Linked DNA regions of Bos taurus: region 1 is linked to region 2. A link is a contact called in public Hi-C data. All regions are on one chromosome and are shown on one strand. Each heading gives the region's core, a stretch centred on a gene start, on an enhancer-like site or on the middle of the called end of the contact. The rest is flanking DNA. Distances are from core to core; before and after follow the strand shown.

Region 1 (5,409 bases), core at 94-2,593, 64 kb before region 2:
CATAAGGACATAAAAGTAATAGAAGAAAAGAGATAACTTTTTTTTTTTTTAACATCCTAGGTTAGAAACAAGCTTCAAAGCCAGAAACTGTATGGGAAAAATTACCTTGGCTGGGAGGGAAGGGATATTATCTATTACAGAGTCAAGTTGAAGGAAAAAGGTAACTAAGAAAAAAATAGATATTCTCAACTGGGTCAATGTCCTTTGCAGATATACAGAGTATTCACAAAACAATGAGTAAAAATGTTTAAATGAAGAAGCAATTCATAAAAGAAATGCCAACCTCCAGTAAAGTCACAGGAAGATATCCAGCTTCACTAACTGGATAATGAAAACTAACCGTACAAAAACAAACTCAAAATAGGTTAAAGACCTAAATATAAGAGCTAAAATTATAAAAATTTCAGCGAGCAACATAGATGTGAATCTCTATGATCTGGGATAAGGCAATGGTCTCTTAGCTAAAACACCAGAAGCACACACACAGTAAAATAGGCAAACTGGACTTCATTAAATCTAAACTCTGTGCTTCACAGGACACTGTCAAGAAAATAAAGAGACAAGTCATTAAATGGGAGAAAGTTTTTGCAAATCATATATCTGAGAAGGGACTAGTATCCAGATTATATGAAGAACCATTTAAATGCAGTAATAAAAGGACAACCTGGCGCTGGAGAAGATTCTTGGGAGTCGCTTGGACGGCAAGGAGCAAAGCAGCCAATCCTGAAGGAAATCAACCCTGACTATTCATTGGAAGGACTCATGCTGAAGCTCCAAAACTTTGGCCTCTTGATGCAAAGAGACAACTCACTGGGAAAAGACTGGGAAAATGCTGGAAACTGGGAAATGCTGGGAAAGACTGAGGTAGAAGAAGAAGGGAGCGAACAAGGATGAGATGGTTGCATGTTAGCTGTCAGGGAAATGCAAATCAAAACCACAAAGAGATACCAATCCATCCCCACTAGGGTGGCTGTTATCAAAAAGAAAGGTTATAACCAGGGTTGATGCAGATGTGGAGGAAACAGAACCCTCATACACTACTGGCATGAACATAAAATGAAGCAGCCACTTTGGAAAACAGCCTGGCAGTTCCTCAAAAGGTTAAATACACAGTTAAACGTGATTCAGCAATTATAGTCTTAGGTATACACCCAAGAAAAATGAAAACAGACCCACACAATGACTTACACATAAACGTTCACAGCAGCATCACTCACAGCAGCCAAAAAGTGGAAACAACCCAACTGTGCATCAAAGGCAGCGAACAGGGAAAACGTGATACATCCATAGAAGGGACGCTCATCTGACAACAAAAACAAAGCACTGACTGACGCGTGCCAGAACATGAATGAACACTGAAAACATTATGCTATGAAAAAAAAAAAACCTCACAAAAGACCACTGTGTATGATTCTCCTTATATCAAATGTCCAGTAATAGGCACACCTATAGAGACAGAACATAGAGCAGTGGTCGCCAGGCAATGGGGAAGACAGGGTTTTGAATTAACAGGCAAGGATTAAGAGGTTTCCTTTAGGGATGATGAAAGGGTTCTAAAACTGATCTGCTGATGGCTCTATGAATACACTAAAAGCTCTTGACTTGTATTTTCAAATAGGTAAATTGTATGGTATATTAATCAGATCTCAATAAAGCTTTTCTTAAAAAAAAAAAAGAAATGAAAATTTAAACAATAATTATGCTGTATGTTTACTGGGTCTCCCTCTGATAAGAAACTCTCCTGGATAGGAATCTGTCTATGTCATAATCCCTCACCTTCCCAAGGGCGGTAAAAGGACCAACGCAAAGTTGATTATTAATAACAGACAATCACCTCCTAGAAAAGCTGCTGTAAAGTGAACTTCTGGGGGGAAAAATGGTTTGTTTCCAGTCTGACTTTTATGTTTAAGTCAGAGATGCTCACCTACATTGACTCTCTCTCCTCCCCAGATATGCACTAAGAATTTACGAAGAAATTTAAATCTTTACATGCTTCAAAAGTACCTTCTACTCGATGCTTCCACCCAGACCAAAGGAAAACAGACTTAAAGATACTGGTTAAAGATACAGACTTAAAAATTCACCTTGGGCATTCTAGAAGACTCCAGTCTCCTGATTCTGGCTTGTGTCTGCACAAGAGGCTCCTATGTTTTACCAGCAGGTGTCGCTGTCTAACTTTGGTCTTTAAGGGCGGAACTTCAAATTCGCCTAGTTGCCAGGAGGTGGCGCATTAATTCCCCTTATGCATAGTATGAACTACACATAAAGAGCAACTTTCTTCCAATACAGTACAGAGAAGGAGAGAAATAAAAGAGTAACTGCACAGTGGAAAAATCTGACAAGCAATACCTCAAATCAGGTGAATAAGATTAACATCCACAGTGATAAATACCGTTCATGATAGTATGTACCCTTGACATGATGTAATGGGGATTGTACTTAACCTCTGTGCTTTTCCTCCACAAAACACATCACGCCTGGCTAACTGCAAGCAAAACACCAGACAAATCTCAACGGAGGGACATTCCACAAAAAGCCTGACCAGTACTCAAAGCTATCCAGGTCATCCCAAACCAGGAAAGCCTGAGAACCGTCACAACCAAGAACAGCCTGGGACTAAGGAAACGACGACTAAACGTAAAGTGGTTCGTTATTTGTGGCAAACGCGCCGTGCTAGTAGAAAATGTTAATAGTAAGCCAGACTGGCTGTGAGGCCTATGAGAAGTCACTGTACTGTCTCCTCAATAATTCTGTAAGTCTAAAACTGTTCTAAAATAAAAGTCTATTTTAAAAAAAAAATTCACTAGCCGCCAATTTTGCCAAATTAATATTTTTAAGGGATAGTTTCAACTGCTTACAAACTATTGGCTTTTCTTTTTTTCTTTTGGCATGTCTTTAAGTGATCAGAAGAAGGAAAAGGAAAACTTTAGGCCTCGAGAGCAGAGGGAACGGGAGTAGGGAGTAGGGGGTGGGGGGTGGGGTTCATTCTCATCACAGCACTAGCAACATGGCCACTTGAAACAAGATGCCAGTCCAGGTTCAATGCACGATACTGGATGCTTGGGGCTAGTGCACTGGGACGACCCAGAGGGATGGTATGGGGAGGGAGGAGGGAGGAGGGTTCAGGATGGGGAGCACATGTATACCTGGGATGGATTCATTTTGATATTTGGCAAAACTAATACAATTATGTAAAGTTTAAAAATAAAATAAAATAAAATAAAAAGAATTTGATCTGGCCCAACAAAGAAAAAAAAAAGAAAATTAAGAAAACTGCTGTAGTGTTCCCAGCATAGTCAGCCTGTTCCAACCACGAGGGGATGACTGGAAGACGCAGTAGGCAGTGCTGAGCAGTTACCCAGCCGAGGTTTTTACTGAAAGATAAAGCCCTGCTAAAGTGTTTCATGACCCAAATTTCCCTAAAGCCCCAAAGCTCAAGAAACATCTAGGATCTAAATAGTCATTTATACTTCAAATAGAAAGTAATCAGAGAAGTACTCCACATGTATGCTGATTTTAAGTAGTCTTTTAAATTTTATTTGCTCTAGTTTTTTTTTTTAATGTGCAACTAAAGTAACGGATGAGTAGTATGTTTCTTCAATAAATAGAGCTAGGTGGCTTTGGGTTTGTTCTTTGAAAGGAAAAGCTATGGTTGATGGATTGTGCGCTAGATCCCTGCTCCCTGAATTACCCATGTCTAAAGAAAACCCGGCCAGCTGTAATCTGAGGCATCTCTCTCCACCTGGTGGCAGCTCTCCAAACCTCAGAACTGTATCTAGGGAGGGTGTGACAGCCAGCCTTTGAGGAGGCAGCAAAGGAGAACTAGGACTCTTCATACCTGAAAAAAATCAATCTCCTTCTCACAAGGAATATGAAAATCTACCCCACCCCATCCAAGAAACCAGCATACTGTATAGCAGATCAGAAGTCAAAACCCAAAATATGAACTAATTATACAGCATCCACAAAATGAACAGTTGCTGGGTAGATCTGGTAGCAAACGTAAGGCAGTGATTGCCCATAATTTGAGGGGTGAGAGTGAACACTGTCAGGAAAGAGAAAGAAGGAAAAGTGAGTAACAAGCTGTACTGACTTAGTACCTACGGGAATGAGATGAGTGGGCTGGGATTCTTCCAGTTTGTTCCTCAACCAGTCAAAATCCTGGTATCTTCGACGGACAGAATATTCTGGCAGGTCAAACTCCACCCGAGTACTCTGCAAATGAGAAGAGCAGAACAAAATCAGGGTAAGGAAAGAGCAGCTGTCTTGGCAGAAGGGAAGGAAAAAAGCTCTTTCTGGATAACCTAACTGGGCAAGAACACACTTTCCTTCCACCAAACACGCCAGCCACATGGCAGGGTTTACCAGGATGGAATGACGAGTCTAGGCGTGGGGTCCAGTTAAACATTTCAAGGATCTATAAGGAAAATGTTGAGATTTCATTCCCCTCCTTCAGGAATTGGAACTATCCCCCAGAACTGTGTTCAGAAAACATTTGATTCATCTTCTCCAAGCTTAACTTTGAAATTTTCTTTTAGTAGATCCCTGGAGAAGAAAATGGCAACTCACTCCAGTATTCTTGCCTGGAGAATTCCATGGACAGAGGAGCCTGGAGGGCTACAGTCCACGGGGTCGCAAAGAGTCGGACACAACTGAAGCGAATAACACACACACAGAGTAATTCCGCTGAGAATCCAAATCTGTGACTCTGTTTTTAAAAAAAATGTTTCCACCTTTTGCTAAATATGCTGACAGGTTTTGTCAAAGGCAGAGGAAAAACAAAAAGTAGAGATAACAGATTACCTGCTCATTTAGGAACCAGATTAGATGAAAATAGAAAAGGTTTCGCCTACTCTGCCATATCCTGCCAGGACCATAAGCCTGAAACTATACTGCATTTTAGATGATTTTTTGTTACTCTAGAAGGAAATAATACTAAAATATCATTTTTTGGCAGAAAAAATATTAATCACATCCCCTTCCCTGAATATAAGTTTTCTGAAATGTGATTTCAACACTTAACAATAAAAACCAATACTAAATAAAATAAATTTATACCAAAGCAAGATTTTCATTCATTAATTAGTCCAAACCAAAATTATGTCTCAGATACACCACTTTTCCCTGTGAGGGTACCGACTATATGACAGTCATAGTTCTCAGAATTTAAAGCACAAAATAAAAATGGCTCAAGCTATCTTTTATAAACTTATTGAACTCTTTCACATCAAAAGTCTGTTTTAATCCATGGAACCAAGAAAACCTTAAAAACACATAAACAAGAGTCATCCATCACAGAAGCAGCCACTGAACAGCTCTGGCATCAAAAATTATGATTTCATCCTCCCCAGAAGCCAGGCTCACAGACTGAGCAAAACTGTGAAGTCAAAGGACTCGATCTTGGACAAA
Region 2 (5,739 bases), core at 2,607-5,106:
GCACTCTGCCCCTACACACTGGCTTCTAGGGTAGCCCCTGACACGCTGAGCAGGCACCTTGAGGACTTTGCTCTGGTTGTTTCTTCTACCAGGACACTCCTCCAGACATCCACTCACTAACTCCCTCACCTCCTTCAAATTTTCTGCTCAAATCTCAAGTTCTCAATAAGGTTACCCAAACCCACCTCTGTACAGCCAGTGATCCTGAACACTCCCCCCGCCCCTCCAGTTTGACTTCCTTTCACAGCATTACTTAGGGACTTCCCTGGTGGCTCAGATGGTAAAGTGTCTGCCTGCAATGCGGGAGACCCGGGTTCGATCCCTGGGTCGGGAAGATCCCATGGAGAAGGAAATGGCAACCCACTCCAGTACTCTTGCCTGGAAAATTCCATGGACAGAGGAGCCTTGTAGGCTACCGTCCATGGGGTCGCAAAGAGCGACTTCACTCACTCACTCACTCACAGCATTACATAAAATCACTAAAAATATACCCAACCAGGACAGGGGTTTTCAGCTGGTTGACTTGAGTTCCTAGAACAGTGCCTGGATTGTAGGAGGCCCTCAAACATATTCTGAGTGAGCAAATACAATGACATGAGCCTCAAAGGAGCAGCACTTGGTCTTTAAAAGGAAGTGGAGGAAAGGACACCGACCCCCATCGCCTGAACTTGAAATAAGCAGAGTGGAGGAGGAAAGGACCCCGACACCCATCGCCTCAACTTGAAATAAGCAGGGTGGAGGAGGAAAAGATACCTCCGTTTTGAAGACTTTGAAGGGGAAGTAGTTACCTAAGGGGGCAGAAAGTAGGTGGAAGAGCTCAGTGAAGAGGTTGAGGATGTGGGTAGAGGTGTTAACCACAGGTGGGGCTTGAGAGGACTTGGTGTTATGTTTTGGGAGGAACACAAGAGCTGGAGGCTGAGTTAGGGGGAAAACAAGCCCAGAGTGGTTTGCAGGTGAAAGTAAAAAAGATAAATGGGCCGAGTGGTTTATTACATTTCAGGTGGCGATAAAAGATAGAGCGCTAGAAGACCTGGTGAGTTTAGCCAGCACAAAAGCATTTCTAGCAACCCTTGGTCGATAGAAAGGATTCTGCCCTTCACACCAAGGTTTGAATGATTTTAGACTTTGTGGGTGAAAAGGCCATCACATTTGGTCTTTCCTTCCTTCCCAAAACCCCAGAGGCCACTGAGAAGTGTCTGCTGGACTGAGACGCAAGGCTTTCCCTTTCATAGCACTACAAAAAGCAATTCCCCTCTGCATAATACAATACCCCTGCACTATGAGCAGCCTGTCAAACACTCATTCTCCAGGTCCAGAACTGACTATGAGTCAGGCATCCAGGGTCACAACCCCAGAGCCCCAAAAGGCAAGACGACACAGGCTCCTTTTCAAAGACAGACCATAGCACTCAATGCTCCTACCTGCTCTCCCATGACCCCGATATTTCCTGGGCAAGAGAAACCGGGACAAAGGGAAGGCTTCCTTCCACCGGTCCTGATTCACCTCCGTTGCTTGATAAGCTTCTCTCTGCAGAATTTTCTCCAGAGTTACAAGAACATATGTGTATGCCAAGCCTCAAGGAAAATGTTCCTCCCAGTCAAAGAAAGAAATTCTATTGCTCTATAAGCCTCTAAGGAAAAGTGGCTCACTATAAATCAGGCCCTTGGGAGGGAGGTCATTTTGATGCTCCTCATAGCTCTAATGAGACATTAAATATTCCAATAATTAATAATAATGCCTTCAAGTTTGTCTTTCTCAGGGAACTGTCCCTGTAAAGGAAGCAGGGATGATCAGACTTAAGCTTGACTTCAGGGCCACCAACTAGATCCTGGGGGCACAGGGCATCTGTCCTTTCAGTACTTAGCAAAGATGCCCACACTTCTGAGTCAGGTGTCCAACAGTGGTTCATTAAGCAGTCAACTTCCAAGACGGCCCCAACAACTCTCACTTCCTGGGATTTATACCTTCTTCCCAGACTGTACCAGTGATGACCGGTGTGGCCAATAGAATATGGCTCAGCTATGTCACTTCTGAGATTATGCATCTTGGGATCTCTCCATCTCTTGGATTCCTTGCTCTGGGGGAAACCAGTTGTCACCTCAAGCAGCCTTATGGAAAGGAACGAAGCCCTGACAACAGCCAAATGAGTGAGCGTGGAAGCTGGAGTCCACTCCCCTATCCAGTCTTCAATGACTACAGCCCGTGTCAAAGCTTGAAGGGAAGCTCGTGAAAGACCCGAGTCAGAACCACCGAGATTTAAGTTGCTCCCAGATTTCTGACCCAGACACTATTTTCAGATGCTCAATGTTGGAGTAATTGGTTACACAGCCATAGATAATTAATTCACTATCCTATATAGACCTGAGAAAGAAATCAGAAGTTTAACCTCAATTCCTATTCTACATGCACACACAGGACCAAGTTCTCTGTCCCTAAGAAAGCAACAAATTATCATCATTCAACAATTACTTATTAAATAGCAAATACAGGCAAGGTATTTCCAAGCGACTGAAACCTTCATATAGTTTATAATCTATAAAATAAAGAGGAATATTTACAAAGAGACACGCACATATCTCCAGTTGCTCAACCCATTGGTTTCCTTAGCTTTATAAGTTCCCTTACTCCTAATGCTGTCCCTCCCCTTGCTCCCCCAACTCTACTCTTTGCTTTCACAGAGCTCTTGGGAAGGTTCATCAAGTCCCACTCCCTGGCTATTCTGACTGCTCAGTGCTCTCACATTCATTTCACTCACCACCATATGTCCTCCCATCTAAGGGGGAAAGAAAGTTGGGTCTCCTGATTTCATTTAGTACTGGGACAAAGAGGCACTCATTTAGTATTTTACTAGGAGAGACTATCCTGATCACAGGTGTTGAGAACAACTCTAATTTCTGCAATTAGTGACTAAGTCACAACAGCAGCGCTGATAATGCCTGTGGGGGGAAGGGAGATGCCGTCTGTCCCTAACCGCTCACTGGACTCTCCTATCCCTCAAAGCAGCAGGAGGGTCATGCTGCTCTAAGAGAATCAGGAACCTCCCTCTACACAAAGGAGGTCAAAGGGCGACCTTTCTTCCCATCAGCCACAAAACCAGCCTCTGCCAAGCCTAAACAGCGTGGGAGACCGTCAGAGGTAAATGGAGCCCCAGACAGAAAACCACAGGGGCACTCTCCTCCCGCAGCCGGCGGGGATCTGAGTCAGGTGACTCTCCGGGGCACACAGCAAACCTAAACAAAGATCACTCCCCACGTGACAGACGGGGGGTAAGAAGCCTCTGGCAGTTAAGACCACGGAAACCATTAACTCTTTTTTCTTTGCAGTCCCAGCAAACTGGTGGAGCTACAAGTGACTGCATCTGGAGGAACCGGGACCCCATCCCCGGACACAAGCGCTGAGCACTGCACACACGCCTCCAGCCTCAGCGAGCAGGGACCCCTCCCCACCAGCTGTCACTGGCGCTCGAGACCAGCCAAGCCCGGCCAGCCCTCGACTCTGACCGCTCCCCCTGCGCGGCTGCGACCCCGCGGGGGCGGCAGAGAGGAGACGCTTCTTCCCAAGGCTCCGGGGTGAGGGCACGCCGGCCCCCGGGAAACGGGCGGCAGGGTGGGCGCGGCCCGGTGCCCAGCCGGGCTCTAGATCCTTCATCCCCCCTCGGGAGCCCAACCAGTCTCCCAACCCGCAGCCCCGCGCGTCCCACCTTGTCGCCGAAGCTGCGGGCAGTCAGCAGGTCCGGGCTGGGCGTGCTGTCGCCGCCCACGGCCTCCTCGCTGCTGGAGCCGGCCAGCGGGTGCGGCATGTCGCGCAGAGACTGGGGCCCCGTGGACTGCAGGGCCTTGGGGGGCCCGCCAGACATGGCGCGCTCGGCTCGGGACGCGCCCGCCGCCGCCGCCGCTTCCTTCTACGGCCCGCCTCCGCGGGCTCCCCCAGCGCCCCGGCCGAGGCCGCGCTCGAACGGAGGCCCAGCACCAGCGGGGTCGGGAGCCGCCGCCACCGCCACCCGCCGGCTGCGTCTGCCCGCGCCGCGCTGGGCTGGGCTGCTCCGCTCCGAGCCGCGCCGCGCGCCCCCGCTCGGCACCCGAGCCTGCGGCGGGTCCGCTCGCACCTTATCCCGGGCGCCCGGCCCGCACCGCCACGCCGCCCAGCCAGCTCGCGGCCCCGCCCCCGCGGCGCCCGGCGGTCCCGGGAGGGGGAGGAGGAGGCGGAGGGGCGGGGAGAGCGCGGGAGGGGCGGGAAAGGGGAGGCGGTCAGCTTGGTCCCCGCCCGCCGTCCCGCAGGAAGTGCGCCCCCGGCCCTCTGCGGCGGTCGGGCTGGTGTCCAAGCTCCGTACCCCGGAGGCCGGCCTCTTGGGGTCTGCGCGCAGACCCCAGAGCTAATGTTTAACGGAAATCAGAGGTGGAAACAGACGTTGGAGGACCCTGTTCTATTCCAGCCGCGTTTACTGCTGCGCCCAGGGGCAGCCACCCTTGGGGCTGGGGCGGGGGCTTTAGGGACACGCACGTGAGTTGAGATTTTCTGGCCTCTCAAACCCAAGATAGAAGGAACTACGAAGCAAGAATGGCATAAAAGGTTATGAGGCTCCTTGAGCACAGAGAACATCGGGCGGGGAATTCGAGGAGGCATTGTGGATTTCATCAGAGGCACGCTGAGATCCCTATGCCTTCTTGCTGCTGCTGTTCACCGGGTTTATGTAAGTTAGAACCTCAGAAGAGAGAGCATCAGTAAATAAAAAGCGAGTGCTACACTTGATCTATGACTCTTAAACACACACCTTGACCGAACTGCCGTTTGAAAGCATCGTGAGGTTCCCTGTTGTTGGTTTTCATGCTTCTGTGCTTCCTTTCCAGGCTTTTGGCTGGGCTGGATTCTGACCTTCGTTAGCAGGATGGAGATAGTTAAGGCGTTACTTGGCTATTTGAAGATGGTAGTTCACCTCCTTTCTCCACTTTACCTGGCTTCACTGCTTCTGTGTTCAGGGCCAAGTCAGTAGAGGTCATCAGCCCATGTTAGAAGAGATTGATACTACACTAACAGGGAGGGGGTCCTTGTAAGGGACCACATTTCCTGATCTATTTCCCAACTCTTTAGGTCTATCCAGTTTCACTTGACTAATTTTTTTTTTTTTGGCTCCCCTGGGTCTTAGTTGCAGCAGGTGGGATCTTTAGTTGCCTCCTATGGATTCCAGTTCCCTGAGGAGGAATCAAACCCAGCCCCCTGCGTTAGGAGCACAGTCTTAGCCACTGAACCACCAGGGGAGTCCCATCACCTGACTAATCTTGAAGCTGGGATTCACTGTGGTCTCCATCACATGTTTTTTTTTTTTTTTTCCCCCACAGAAACAAATGATACTTTAGCAGGAGGAGAATGCCAAGAGCTAAAGCTGACCCAAAACATCTCCCAGGGATTCACTGAGACCTTCCCTTATTTCCCCTGGTCTAAATCATCCGACCTTAGTCCTCAAGTTATCATCTATTCCCTTCCCCGCACCCCCAATGTGGGTCTACCTTGGTGGAGGAGAATAGGACTCAGAGGATACTGGGAACAATTTTAAATACTAAATCTACCTCACAAGAATGCCAGTGTCCAGTCCTCTTGGAGTTGAATATAATTAATACTTCTATATTCAAGGGATGTTTACAACTATGACAGACCCTGTTGTCTTTCAATTAAAGCAAATAGCATGAATATAACTAGACATGAGAGTTCTACAGATGTACAACAGATTTTTTTTTTTATTGA

The links. Hi-C and Micro-C count contacts between places; a contact is called where the count stands out from the background.
Region 1: a Hi-C map of an unstated tissue shows a contact between it and region 2, with 5 times the contacts expected there. The contact joins the enhancer-like site here to the promoter of SNX30 in region 2. A contact is called at or near these places in 7 of 11 Hi-C or Micro-C datasets (blastocyst, blood, liver and 3 more).

What each region holds. Positions count from the first base shown.
Region 1 is chr8:102,064,960-102,070,368 of ARS-UCD2.0, reverse strand. It overlaps SNX30 (sorting nexin family member 30), which reads right to left. Exons shown (of 9, transcript NM_001206738.1): 3 at 4,105-4,215. Among named protein-coding and RNA genes, the nearest start is that of SLC46A2, 62 kb to the left of the region's middle. Within about 2 kb of position 1,343, at least 7 of the 102 cell types and tissues checked have an H3K27ac peak or open chromatin away from gene starts, as enhancers often do.
Region 2 is chr8:102,002,693-102,008,431 of ARS-UCD2.0, reverse strand. SNX30 (sorting nexin family member 30) reads right to left here and starts at 3,856. Exons shown (of 9, transcript NM_001206738.1): 1 at 3,701-3,856. The coding sequence starts at 3,856.